Regions from separate parts of the Sus scrofa genome. Here region 2 is linked to region 1. A link is a contact called in public promoter capture Hi-C data. All regions are on one chromosome and are shown on one strand. Each heading gives the region's core, a stretch centred on a gene start, on an enhancer-like site or on the middle of the called end of the contact. The rest is flanking DNA. Distances are from core to core; before and after follow the strand shown.

Evidence for each region. Promoter capture Hi-C pulls out the DNA fragments that hold promoters and counts their contacts.
Region 2: a promoter capture Hi-C map of liver shows a contact between it and region 1, with 10 times the contacts expected there. The contact joins the enhancer-like site here to the promoter of BCAR3 in region 1. A contact is called at or near these places in 3 of 5 promoter capture datasets (fetal skeletal muscle and liver), 6 of 47 Hi-C or Micro-C datasets (embryonic fibroblasts, epiblast stem cells, liver and 1 more) and 2 of 2 datasets of contacts at active chromatin or transcription factors (alveolar macrophages and skeletal muscle).

The regions. Positions count from the first base shown.
Region 1 is chr4:123,439,266-123,442,029 of Sscrofa11.1, reverse strand. BCAR3 (breast cancer anti-estrogen resistance protein 3) reads right to left here and starts at 1,459. Exons shown (of 13, transcript XM_003125890.6): 1 at 1,302-1,459.
Region 2 is chr4:123,530,741-123,533,473 of Sscrofa11.1, reverse strand. The region is part of intron 2 of BCAR3 (breast cancer anti-estrogen resistance protein 3); the gene reads right to left. Among named protein-coding and RNA genes, the nearest start is that of BCAR3, 92 kb to the right of the region's middle. Within about 2 kb of position 1,408, at least 6 of the 83 cell types and tissues checked have an H3K27ac peak or open chromatin away from gene starts, as enhancers often do. A contact at or near this core is called in embryonic fibroblasts and liver, where this site is marked.

The DNA.
Region 1 (2,764 bases), core at 210-2,709:
AATCAGATGTGGCTACCCCAAGGCCCAACTGCTGGAGAGCTAGGACCGCCTCTTGTTGTTGTTAACTTTTAATTTAGATATAATTTCAAAGTTACAGAAAAATTGCAAGTATAGCATAAGAGGTTCCATATATCTTTTACCCAGATTCCCCCATCACTTATACTTTGCTCCATTTCTTTTATTGTAATATTCTATTGGTGTGTTTTTTTCTTAACTTTTTTTTTTCCTGCTTTTTAGGGTGGCACCTGCAGCATATGGAGGTTTCCAGGCTAGGAGTTGAATTGGAGCTGTAGCCACCGGCCCACACCACAGCAACACAGGATCCAAGCAGCGTCTGCAACCTACACCACAGCTCACGGCAACGCCAGATCCTTAACCCGCTGAGCGGAGCCAGGGATCGAACCCGAAAACTCGTGATTACTAGCAAACTTATGGTTAGTAGTCGGGTTTGTTAAACACTGAGCCACGACGGGAACTCCATGCCTCTAAATATTTCTATGAACAAGGAGATTCTCTTACATAAAAAGAGCACAATGACCAACTTTAGGAAACTCAACATCGACAGAATACTATCATCTAAACCCATCAAAGGTCAGTCACGTGTTCATTTAGCTGTCATGTCTATTTAGGCTCCTTTAATTTGGAACAGGTCTTCAGCCAGCCTTTCTTGACCTTGACATTTTTGAAGGGCACTAGCCAGCTTTTTGGTAGTCCGTTCCTGGAATTTATGTGTATCTGGTGTTTCAGGTTTAGATTTAGGGAAGCTTTCGTGGGGCAGGAAAATCACAGGAGAGGAGGTTGTATCCTTCTCAGCCTGAGGGGATCCACGATGCGGGTCTGTCCCAAGAGCCGGGACCCTTTGATGGCTCTCGGGATAGGGCCACAGCCTTTGTGAAGACCGCCCTCTGCTGGTCATTTTCAACATTGCCGCTGCCGTGCCTCCGCTGCTATGATTGACAAAGGGCCAGAGGCCCTGAAGTCTAAACCCTGAGCATTTATTGTGAGACCTTGGAAGTTTTTCAGCCTTACTGAATCCCGACTGCCTCTTCTATAAAAAAAAAAAAAAAAGATGACAGTCCCTGCCCTGCTTCCCTTATAGATGGTTTCGTGTGAAACGGTCCTACAAAGGCAGTCAGGCGGTGTTTTAAGCTAATGCCTAAACGTGCTTCTAGGACCCCTCTGCGGGCCCAGCCCCCAGGTCCCTGAGTGCCAAAACTGCCCTTCGGGACTCGCGGCCACACCCTGCCAAGCCTCGCGTGGGTACCCCCTGTGTGCCTGCCGTGGCAGAGCTGCCTCCTTACCTGAGGTTTCCAAGAGCAGCAGGTTCCCATGAGCCACGCCGTGAAGGCACACGGGGAGGTCTGGCCTTCAGTGTTCCTGCCCTGGGGGTCCAGATGCTGGGGGGGCGGGAATCTCCGCTGCTCTGGGCACCGATGGTTACGCAGCACCAACTGGGGTTGCCTGCGCTCCACTGCTCAGCCGGCTGGCGGATGGTGGTAAAATTGACCTCTGCCCTTCCGCCCACGTCTCCCATCTCCCGAAACCCAGGGACACGTGTGTTTTCAGCAACTTAGGCATAGGGTTTTCACCTGCGCCAACCCCGGGACTTGTGCAAACCCTGCTCTTACCCAGACCTTAGCTCTCTTGCCACATTTTCTTTGCGTCCTTCTCAGAAGCTTAGGTGCGCCCCCCCCCCCCACTTCTTTCCATCTACCTGCCTTCTTTCCTACTTTCAATAAACATTTATTGAGCACCATCTATACGCCAGGCTCCTCACTGGAGCTCCATGGAGAGCAGAATGCCCAGTTGCCCCGCAGGGCTTATCTTTCATTGAGTGATAAGCAGAGCAGCGATTACATCAGAAACGAGATCCCCGTGCCTTCCCAGGCAGGCTTTTCTTGTTCCATGTGACTCGACCCCACTCTGCCTCCCACGTGGCCCGGAGCGTCCTCTTTATAGCTTTATGGTTACTGAGTGCTCTCCCAGGACCAGGGAGCTTCGTTGTGCAGGCCCAAAGGAGAAGCTCAGAGAATTACGAGAACGAAGTGGCTCAAGCAGAGAACTATTTGTCAGCATGAAATAGTTGTTTCTTTTCTTACTGGAATTTACTCTTGAGCAGAGGCATCTGTAGTATATTCAGCTGGAGCCATTCCCGGAAGCATCTGTGGGGTTTTCTTACTTGGGGGCATCTCGGGGTTCTTGAGAAGCCAGTGGTGGGGTTCTGCACCTGCTCAGAGGAAGAAGCGTCAGTCACACCGACGCGGGCTCCGTGCGGGCTGAGGTCCAAGGGCACAGACTCTGTAAAGCTAGTGCCGGGGTTAGTGTGGGACTCAGGCCAGAAGGCACTGGCGGGGGTGGGGCTGGGGGCGGGGCGGGGGCAGGCCTGGGCCGGAGTGAAGGACCAGCCTGCCAGCTTCCCCTCATCCGCAGGACTGGAGGAGCCCACTTCTCACCCGTGTAGAGACACCACTGCTGGACTCATCTGCTTCACGGTGCTTTGGAGCGGAAAAGGGCATAAAAGCATATGCACCGTTTGTGCAGTGATGTACCAGCAGATGTATAGGAAACATGTTTGGATCAGAAACATGAATAAGGAGGCACTTGATTTGGGGGGGGGGTGGCGTGCCTGCAGTGTGTGGAAGCTCCCAGGCTAAGGGTCAAATGGGAGCTACAGCTGCCGACCTGCGCCACAGTCACACCAGATCCCAGCCTCGTCTGCAACCTGCAGCACCCCCTCACGGCCACCCTGGACCCTTGACCCACT
Region 2 (2,733 bases), core at 159-2,658, 91 kb before region 1:
ATGAGAGGCCTCCCTTTGCTTGAAAGAAGCTGGGGGGGGTGCTCTCCACTGTCACTGGGGCCCTTGATTGAGCTTCCTTGTGGGGGGGGCTAACCAATATGTGCCTTCCCGAGAGGGGACCCTGAGTGATGGGGGCCCCAGCCACAAGTTCCTGCCTCTGGAACAGAAGCAGCCTGAGGACCAGTCTCAGCCGAGCACCATCTCCCCACACACGTCAGGTGAGCCGGGCAGTGAGAAAAGCCCCAGGGCTTCCAGCCATGGGACATTTCTTCACAGAGGCATAGTATTTTTTTTTTGCCCTTGCTTTTCAGGGCTGCACCTGTGGCATATGGAAGTTCCCAGGCTAGGGGTGGAATTGGAGCTGGAGCTGCTGGCCTACACCACAGCCACAGCCACGTCAAGTCCTTACCCACTGAGTGAGGCCAGGGATCGAACCTACATCTGATGGATACTAGTCAGGTTCATAACCCACTGATCCACAGCAGGAACTCCCAGGCATAGCACTTTGAAAAAGATAAAAATTAACAAACATTTATAAAAAGCTAAATAATATAAAGCCATTGAGACAAAAAAAAAAAAAAAAAGACGCCGTGTAGACTGAGCAGCACGGTGTGGAGTGTGGGGACAGGACCACAGGGCACCTGTATGGCCCTGGGGGCCTTTTTTGCCCCCATCACGCCCACTTTCTGAGCCTGCCCCCAGGGCCTCTCCACAGGTGAATATGCTCTGTTTTCTGTGTCTCTAGGCCCTGCAGGACCAGAAAATGAGGGCTGCCTTGGGGCTCCAGGTTCTCTCAGTGACCAGGCAGGGGGTGCCTGAGGCAGAGAACCCCGTCCTGTGCCTGAGCCCCAAGTCTTCCAACCCCTATGTGCCGCTTAGCCGCCTTCTCTGAGAGCACCTGGGTCACTCCCGAGCAGGGCAGGACCTGGCCCAGGGGAGGGACTGGGTGAAGAACCCAGGCCAGGCACAAGCCTGTGGCTGCGGCTGCGCGGTGGACGCACGGCTTCATCCACAAAAGACACCTCACTGCCCTTAAGCTATTGACCCGTCACATCTGAACCTGAGGAGAGACATGGTCACACTAGAAAAGCTTGGGGCCAACACACATGCCCTTGTACACATGCCAGTCCATGGCCCCCGGGAGCCAATCCCTGCTGATGCTCCCTTTACGTGGTCCGAGAATCCCGGTTGCTGCTCAATGTCTAAGGTGCAGCAGTGTGCGTGGGGGGTAGGCGATGGGCGGGTTTATATAGGCAGAGGGAGGATGTGGGTGGATAGGAACTTCCTGGCCCAAGCCCACGGGCCAGAAAAATTCTGAAAAACTGGCACAGCTCAACTACCTTCTCTCTGTGCCCTCTGCTTATCAGCGCAGGTCCAGGGTCAGGGGAGGTCCATGGCCCTGGTTCTTGGACCCAGCACCTGGCTTTGAGCAATGGAAGTAGGTGCCGGGGCCACCAGGTCCTGCACGAGTCCGTGGAGTCCCTGGGCTCAGGCGCAGATCCCGCCTGGCGGGGAGGCTTGAGCCCTGTCCCTGCTTTGACTCTGCTGCGCCACCACTGTGCTCCCTCGTGGCCATGAGCCACGACACTTATGACGACGGAGGTCAGGTAACAGACCTGATGCTCTTTGGAACCTGCACACCAGCGGGGCGGAACTGACCAGGTCCCAGCCCTCCTCCCAGGAGCCTCGGGCATCGCATTTCACAGCTCACCTGCCTCAGGTCCTCCCACGGGAAGGAGAGGGTCTGCTCCACCTGGATTTGTTTTTTGAGACCTGGACCCATGGCATATGGAGTCTAGTCCCAGGCTAGGGGTCAAGTCGGAGCTACAGCTGCCAGCCTACACCACAGCCTCTGCAACGCCAGATCTGAGCTGCGTCTGTGACCTACACCACAGCTCACGGCAACGCTGGATCCTTAACCCACTGATTGAGGCCAGGGATCGAACCCGCATCCTCATGGATGCTAGTTCTCAACCCATTGAGCCACGTTGGGAACTCCTCCCACCTTGTTTTGAATTTCAAAAACACTGTAGTCCCTTTGGGAATACTCGTGTTTTCCTTACAGTTGGAGTGGCAGCTGCCCGTGTACCTCAGAGGCTTCAGGCCTGACCCTGGTCGAGCCCAGGGCTGGGTCTCTGGGACACAGCCAAACAGGCCTGGAGACCCTCGAAGCATCCTGCTTTCTGTGGTCTACGGTTGGCTGCCGAGGCGTAAGACGGGAGAGCTTGCAGGTGGGCCTGCCACAGCGCACAGGTGGCTGCTCAGAGGTGACAGGGAAATGGAATTCTGGGCAGTCAAGCCCTCCTCTGGTTGTTAGAGCGGAGGTACAGTCTTGTGGCGAGGGATCTTACTTGGAGGGATAAGAACACAGTCATAAACTAAGAAGGCTACTTTTTTTGTTTTTCCTTTTTGGCCGCCCTTCAGCTCATGGAGATCAGATCCAAGTCTTAGTCACCGCCTGAGCTGCAGCTAAGCCGGATCCTTAACCGCCTGTGCCGGGCCTGGGGATTGAACCTGCATCCCAGCACTCCCAAGACACCGTCGATCCCATTGTGCCACAGTGAGAATGCCACAAAAAATTTTTTTAAAACATCATTTGCTTTTTAAAGATCAGCTTTGTGTGTGTGTGTGTACGTGTTGTGTGCAAGCGTGCGGGTGGAGCGCTCAGCCTCTGTGTGGCACTGCCTCTCTAAAGAGACAGAGGCTGGTTGTGAGCCCTGGGAGGGTTGGGCC